Linked DNA regions of Triticum aestivum: region 1 is linked to region 2. A link is a contact called in public Hi-C data. All regions are on one chromosome and are shown on one strand. Each heading gives the region's core, a stretch centred on a gene start, on an enhancer-like site or on the middle of the called end of the contact. The rest is flanking DNA. Distances are from core to core; before and after follow the strand shown. Region 1 holds the start of LOC123187935. Region 2 holds the start of LOC123187932 (folate synthesis bifunctional protein, mitochondrial).

Evidence for each region. Hi-C and Micro-C count contacts between places; a contact is called where the count stands out from the background.
Region 1: a Hi-C map of leaf shows a contact between it and region 2, with 3 times the contacts expected there. The contact joins the promoter of LOC123187935 here to the promoter of LOC123187932 in region 2. A contact is called at or near these places in 3 of 5 Hi-C or Micro-C datasets (all in leaf).

The regions. Positions count from the first base shown.
Region 1 is chr2A:123,936,463-123,940,534 of IWGSC CS RefSeq v2.1, reverse strand. LOC123187935 reads left to right here and starts at 1,410. Exons shown (of 7, transcript XM_044599942.1): 1 at 1,410-1,554; 2 at 3,108-3,176; 3 at 3,291-3,361; 4 at 3,895-3,980; 5 at 4,053-4,072. The coding sequence starts at 3,932. It overlaps LOC123191582 (probable trehalose-phosphate phosphatase 5), which reads left to right. Exons shown (of 15, transcript XM_044604259.1): 13 at 295-444; 14 at 539-628; 15 at 716-772. The coding sequence ends at 772.
Region 2 is chr2A:123,726,804-123,730,882 of IWGSC CS RefSeq v2.1, reverse strand. It overlaps LOC123187932 (folate synthesis bifunctional protein, mitochondrial), which reads left to right and starts at 2,212. Exons shown (of 17, transcript XM_044599934.1): 1 at 2,212-2,461; 2 at 3,997-4,079. The coding sequence starts at 2,341.

The sequences.
Region 1 (4,072 bases), core at 161-2,660, 210 kb before region 2:
TTTGAATTTTTTAAAAAAAAATCAGTCAAGTTGGCTTAATCTTAGAAGAACTATACAGATTTAAAAAAAAATCATTTTTCTGTGACTCCCAGGACCCACACGTCATGTTTATCATTAAGTGGCCAATTGGAGCAGTTGTGTGCTTTTTTGTTACTATACTTAGTCCTAGACTGGCGGGTATTAGTTAAAATCCCTATACTTGTAGTTTTGTATTACCTTAGTCCTAAATGTTGTGTATTTATTCAGTTTCTTTGAATATTTAATCAGGTTTGAATGTTATAACATTTTCTATAGGTTCGAGAGGTTCGTCCAGGGGCGAAATTCGACAAGGGAGACGCCGTCAAGTATCTCCTCCAGCAGCTCACCAACAAACATAGCTGGGACAGCTCTCGGATCTTACCAATCTATATTGGTGATGATAAGACCGATGAAGACGCTTTTAAGGTAAAAAACTTCAGAACATCATCTGAACAGTGAGACCTAATGGATTTAAAGCTTCATTTGGAAGAAGAAAAAAAATCTACTTTGTTGCATTCAGGTGCTTTCTGAGGAGGGTGGATTTGGGATCCGCGTCTGCAAGTGGCGCAAGAGGACTGCAGCTGAGTACTCTCTAAAGAACCCCAGTGAGGTAATGAATCTAGGCTCACGAGTATGCATGCAATCTTTTTAGCTGTATCCAACAAATTGAATGCTAAATAATTTTAATTGTTCTCAGGTGAAAGAGTTCCTAGAGAAGCTGGTGCGCTGGAGGAGAGAACAGGACCAAGTTTGAATTCCTTGGAAGTTGCAACAGCCCATTTGGAGCGGCGCAAATAAGTGAACGCCCAATTTTAGCGAAAGCGAACATAGGATGAAAGAAATAAAACCAAAACATTGCTGAAGCTGGTGATGGAGAAGTTGACTATATATTTTCTGTAGTAAGTACATACCTGGTGATGGAGTGACTATTTTTTCAAATCCTGCAACCAAATTGGAATGGGGCGTTACAAAGCGCCGTGGTCAGCAGCACCGTTGGCAGAGGGGCATTCGGAGTACTGGATTGCTTCATGCGAAGCAGGGGCGCATCTGACCGCCTTTTTTTTTGGAGTAGGATGTCCAGCACAAGGGTGGTCAGAGGAGACCGGATGTAGGAAAGCGGGAGAGGACTTCGCCGGAGGGATCGACGGAGTTTTTAGGGGAAGGGAGAGAAACGCCGGATGGGGAGGGGGCGCCGCCGCCGCTATCTAGAGGAAACGATCCGTACGAGTCAACGAGGCGAACCGGTGAAAAAAACGTAGGAATGGCCGAGAGCTAATGGGCCGTCCAGAGGAAACGATCAGCGTTGCGGGCCGATTTCCAACCTTAGGGGCTGTTGGGCTCTCGATCCGTTTGGAAGTAATTTTCCTAGGAGCATCTTTTATTTTCCTCTCCTCCCTCTCTCTCCGTGCCAAGCGGTCAGCGGCGTCCCTCTTCCTCCCGAGCGACACGGCGACACGCTCTGCCCGGTCCGCCGCAAGTTGGACTCCTCCGCCGCCGCAACGCCCACCTCTCTCCGACGCACCGCATCAGATTGAGGTAGGCCTCGCCTTCCTCGGTTTCTCCGTCGGCCGTCGCCCTCCCTTCGCGTGTGGATGCGCGCGCGTCCACTGCCCCTGCCCAACCTAGGGTTAAGACTTAAGAGTAGCCTGTTATTGCGTATATATTGCGTATTGACTCTGTTATTTCGTCCTCTCATTATCTCATGTATTATCTACCGACCCAATTTGCCTTAGCAGCTAGGGTTGAATATCCATTGGCTCCTCCAGCTCACGCATTACAATTGGTTATTAAATTGGAGTGCCCTGCTTGTCATCATTGGGAGTTGGCAGGGTGGCACCCAGCAAGTAGAAGCAAGTTATTTGAAACAAAAAAGGTCTGAAGAAAATCATTGTGCTACATTGGTGGCAGTAGTATTACATGCTTAGTTAACAGATTGATGACCTAGAGGCTAGAGCTAGGGAAGAGCAAGCCTCAGATCTGATTGAGCTGCTAGTTATTTCTCCTTTTTTGTCTCTAATTGATGACCGAGAGGGCAAAGCATCGTATTTCTTTAGGATAGGACTACTCAAATCGTTGGCCCATTTACTTGCTTATCGGATGAATTTTGAGTTAAGGGTACCCTCCCCAAACCCCAAGCCTCACATCAAGTCTGCCTCTGCATGACTGCTTCAATTTGGGGATTCCTTCATCAACCTTGATGCTGATTTTGCTGCAGCACTATCTCCTGTTTGCACCTTGCATTGCATCTGTCATGTCAGCCACACCTGAAACTGCATCTTGATCACATGTCCCAGGCTCGCCCACAGCTGCAACAAATTCCTCAAACACTTGCATATATTATCTCCTGCCAAATTATTCTGCTTTTTATGAGCTGAAATCACTGTATCAGGAGTGAATATTGGATCCATCTCCTATGCTCATTTGCTATGTTTTTAAGGCGACGCCTTACCGCCTTAGGGAGGGGGGGGCGCTTTGGCGCCTAGGCGACGCCTAGGCGGGCGCTTTGGACGCCTAGGCGCCCAAAGCGGTCGATTTTCCAAAGCGGAGGGGGAGCGCTTCGACGCCTAGGCGTCGCCTAGGCGTCGCCTTAGGGACGCTTTAAAAACATAGCTCATTTGAATGTGCTTTACTGTAAGAGCTCAGAGAATGAGCATAGGAGATGGATCCAATACTGGATACTGGGTCCATCTTAAATAGTTGTTAGAAATTATCTGTCACGTGTCCAGATTGCAAATGTTGTACAGTATAGCACATTCAATTGCCATGTAGTGAGATGTCAAGTTGTCTTGTAGAAAAAGTACTTTCTGACAACAAAGTCACATGATTGCTAATTTAGAAACTGCCGGCCATGGCAAGTTAACACCATTTGTGTTTGGACGGTAGTTTGAGACGGTAAGAGCTCAACTACCAATTCATTTCTTGAGTGAAACTACCAATTGGTTGACCCAGTTGAGTCATACTATTTCTCTTTGAAGGGTTCTTTATTGTTTTTCCTATATGAATTATTGTTTTTTCAAAAAACTCTGTTCAAACTTTTACACTTCTCGGTTCGAAAAATCGTACCTAATGTTGGATCTGAATATAAATAGGGCCAGCCGAGCTCTCACACATGTCTGGACGTGAGGTTCGTGAGTACACTAACCTCAGCGACCCTAAAGGTTAGTGATTTCATCATTCTCCAGTCCCAGTGTGGACAAGTGGTTCTTCTCCTTTTTGGTTTATTGGACATTTTCTTAAATCAAATCATCACCTTTGGGGTTATGCATATGCAGATAGAAAGTATGGGAAGGGGAAGGACAAGATCGACGATGAGGATGTCACCTTCCAGCGCATGGTAGCAAAGGTTAACCGGAATGCTCTTGCAAAAATAATTCTGATTAAATTGTGAATAAATTGAGTTATAATTACTTAGTAGCATTGTCCTGGTAGGTATCTTATTTTTAGGAAATTAGTTTAGCTATCAAAATCTAAGTTACATTATCGATTCTCACATTCGAATATTGGATACTTTGAAATGAGGGTCATGGAAAGAAAGAGGTCTGTTTGAGTTTTGACATGGTATTGTGCTTGTACAGATATAGATAAGTGCAGAAGGCCTTTGATATGTTTGTACCAATGAGCTTAAATTCAGGGAATTTACTTTGGATTGTGAGAAATCATTCAACGTGATCAGGAAAAAGATCAAGGCTGTCTTAGGTTTAGGTAGCATACATTATCTCCTCTTATCAGTGTTGTGTTCGGGACAGCATTTAACTTGCTGGCAGTTGTGGGCTTGTGGCCATGAGATTACTCGCTCTTCTTGAAAAATTGATCCCATTACTCAGTATGCCTGCAATAGGCATTGATTTACGATGTTCTGATAACATGCCCTGACAGGGATTTTGGCTTTCTACTGGGCGGTTGATGCCAACAGATGCAGGATGTTGCTGGTGAGCGGGGAGGCTACCTTCATGGGCGAGGAGGTATTCCATGCTTCTTTAATGAAGAATTCATGCTGGCTCCTTGTTAACCTTGTTTACTTCGATGTTGTTCAGCATTGGACAGTGATGATTTG
Region 2 (4,079 bases), core at 963-3,462:
AGGTACACCCAACAATCGGAGTTGAGTTGGACGGGCCCTGTTATTTTTCCTTTGCTTCAGCGCCGCAGTTCGTTGGCCTGCCCGAACAATTAACAGGTCAGGTGCAACCAAATCGCGCAGGCGACGTCAAACAGCCGATTCCCCGACCATTCGGTTAAGCAACCAACTTGAACTTGCTGACGAAGCATATAGAGAACTAAATAATACTACTATGCCACCACCGCCAGGAGCGAAATGAAATCTCTAGCACCGCCTCTTCTTTTTCTCGGCAGACGTAGCCACTCCGAAGAACAGTGCTGCATAACGTAAAAAACGTCCACGTTGCTGCTAAACTATACGCATGTCGGCCAGCAGAGACAGTTACACGTTTGTTTAGTTGCCACATAGTAATGCACTTGGTACCTACAGTACGTATTACTGACCGATGCGACGAGAAGCCGTCCGTCTCAGCTCGAAAACAGCTCGCGAAAACGACGAGGTTATGGGCGCAGCGTAGTGTTTTGTGACATGCTAAGGTTTGGCCACCTGTTACGACGCCCGATGTCACGGAGAAGCTGCGGTCAGCAGCCAAATTATTCGCCTAACCGGATAGCACTGGACGCTAGACACTTGGACAGAAAAGGCGAATATTCATGTAAAAGAAAGGCGAGGATAAAAAAATGTTGAAAAGGAAGAAAAGCGATGCTCGGGAAGGATACTGTAATCATGCTCCATCATCATGGCACGGTGCAATCACGCTGAGAACAACATGCGCCTACTTTTACGGAAAAGTCAGAGCAAACAAATGGTTCCATTCCATCCCTGCAAAAGAAAAGAAAGATAACGAATTATTTGATTTCATGTGAAGTTTCTGCGTCATAAACAACTCGAAAAACTGACTGCATCAAAATTAGTGCCTGTTCCTGAAGCATCTTTGGATCCCTTTGGACCTCTTTCCAAGGAGAACGGCAGGGAATTGGAAGTTACTACGTACTGTGGCCATGATGAAACCAGCCAGAAAAAATGAAGGAGCACTCTGCACACGCATGCGAGCAACTGTATCAGTATAATTGATTGCCAATCAGCAAAAGCGACCGCACGGACGGCAACGTTCCCGGCGGCATGGCATGGGAGCCACGACGCGCAACACCACAAAAGAAGTGACCGCAACATCTTCCACTCACCTCTTCAACGTGTCATTGCGCATACATACCACTTTCTCCCGCAAGGACACGCATCAGCTCAAGTGGCCATCTTCCTGATACAGTATAAAACTTCTGAATGGCCCTTTGCCCCAAATCTTCGTTTGTAGTATTGTTAAGCTTTCGGTATTTGAATACAAGGATTCATTCTTGATTTCAGTATTTCACTTTTTTTTGAACCAGGCATAATCCTTTTCCATTACTTTTCATAATGGAAATACATACGTTTTCACCAAAGGTTCAGAAGGAAACTAGAAAGGGGAAAGCGAGTTCAGCGCATCTTTGGGAAACCCACTGTAAGCACTCGTCGTCGAGCAGCTCACTGGGGGATTTCAGTATTTCACTTATTCAAAACAATATATACGCGCCATAAATCCCATTTCATTGGAAGGCCAAATCGCTCTATCAATGAAAATGATATGCAAGCTTTGATATTCTCATAGAAAGACACCGCAAACATTATTTCCTTTGACAAATGATATTTTCGTCCAATCATCTTATCAAGCTGATACAACCGGCCTGCGCAAAAAATCTTGCTTCACTCCCAAAATGTCGCTGCAAAAAGTGACGCTGCTCGTGAAAGGATAATTAGTTTTTGTCATTTCCGAGGGGTTTCTCAGCAATAAATCCCATTTCAGTGGAAGGCCAGAGCTCTTGATACGCAAACTTTGCATATTCTCGATTGAAAAGAAGGTAAAAGCTATAGACAGGCACCGCAAACATCTTTTCCTTTGATAAAACAATATCTTCGTTCAGTCGTCTTATCAAGCTGATACAACCGGATTGCGCAAAAATCTTGCCTCAGTCCCAAAGTGAGGGCTGCAAAAGATGACACTGCTCGTGAAGGGATAATTAGTTTTTGCCCTTTCCGAGGGGTTTCTCAGCGTGCGAAGTGCACTTCTTAAAGCCCTCCCCCTTCTCCCTAATTCTAGCTTCCTGACAAATACACAATCCACTGGGGAAAAAAAGGACATGTCAGTACCGAGAAAAAAGAAAAAGTAATACTACCAAGTAAACAAAAGCAGTGGGCGCAAAAGAGACCTTTTTCCGGAGCATAAGTTATTGGGCGTTGCAGCGGTGCTGCTGTGTTCCCAGTCTCAGAGCCTGCCTGCAGAGTGCAGACGGCCAGACGGGTGCTGCAGTGACCAACGCGGCAGCCATGACCACGACCACGGCCACGACCAAGATGAGGGGGAGAGGAGCTGCGGCCATTGGAGCGGCGCTGCTGTTCTTGGCCACCGCCTCCTTGGGGGCTCATGCCAACACCGACTCCAACGATGGTAAGCGAGTTGTATTATTACTTCTTGTACTCAATTTTCTTTTCTTTTGGTTTGATTTTACTTCGGAAAACCAACAAACAATGCATTTCTTAGCTTGACTGAGTAGCAACGGATGGGGGAAAATCTGTGTTCTTGGTTCCTCCTTCCCCCCTGCTTTGGTCGGTTCACCTCAGTGCAGATAGGCCGCTTTCGGTACCCATTCCTGGATTCCTGAAATTTTAGGTTTAGATGGAAACAGGAAACCATTGTGCTAAGAAGATGCGTTTCGGCTCAGGAGAGGAAGCTGGAAGATTCATGGACCCAACGGTCTCATTCGACCCGTCCTTGCTTTATGCTTTTGGTCAATTTGGAGCTCTGCTTTGTTCATTGGCATCCCATAAACATTTTCCTTGGTTGTCAGTTAACCAAACCAAGTAAAGATGTTTCTTACTTTCTTTAGCTCTTCGTTTGTTCCTGCTGCCTTTTTTTATCCTTTCTTGGTGGGAATTTTAGGGTTGTTGCAGTTTGGGACGAACAAATAGCAGAGTTTTCAGAAGTTATAATTTTCCTTAATTATAATATTTTCCTAGTGGTGATGCTAAATTTGTGGCAAGTTCTAGATTTCTTGGTTTTATCCACCTAGATGTCTGACTTCAGCAGAGAGTTTCTGAAAAATTAGTTCATTTGTTCTTTTATGCCTGGTTTTGTGCGGGGTTGCAGACAGCTGCTAGTCCGAAAAAAATGTTTGTGTGATTGCCAAAATAACCCAGCTCTTGGTTCTATTAATATTTCATTTGGTTCGAGAATCAAACTAGTCTTGATGAACATTTGGTTACAGAATAATGGGGATACCTTGTTAGACATGACTACTTATTTGCAAAAGTCAACTTCGAAATCGTCGATGGTACAGACAAGTTAAGTACAGTATTATTTTCCAATTTGGAAGTAAGACAAGTTAAGTATGATTCTGAAACGTACTATATAAAACTATCAGTGTTTACAAAATCTTTAGTGACCAATTCCAGCATGCAGGAATGAACTAAATCATACATAACATCACTATCCTTCACACTATTACAACATTAGCAAGACAAGTTTGGTATTATTTGGAAGCCGTACTATATATAAAATTAATAATTGTTTACAAAATCTTTAGTGGCCAATTCCAACACTCAGGAATGAACTGAATCATACATAACATCACTAGCCTTCACACTATTACAACATTAGCGATGGAATGAGTAACCACATTTGCATTCCCATTAGACGAGTTAAGTATTGGTTATGTGCAGAAGGAAGGGCAGGGCAGCCCCAGTGCATGTAGCTCCCGCTTGCGCAGGGTCTGGGGAAGGGTCCGACCACTTTGGGTCGGAGGAAATTTAAAGGAAATATTGCTACATAATGAACTAAACGATAATTTCCTTTTGCTTTTTTGTGTTGAAAAAATACTTTCATTGGGAAGACCAAAGTAAGAACAAAACATCGTTACTCATTTATCTGAAATATCGATCCACAAGCATTACTGATTCTCCCAAAATCTGCATTTGCCTATGCAGTGACAGCCCTCAATGTCTTCTATACAACAATGAACCACCCACCCCAGCTGAAAAACTGGGTGTCACAAAATGGAGATCCCTGC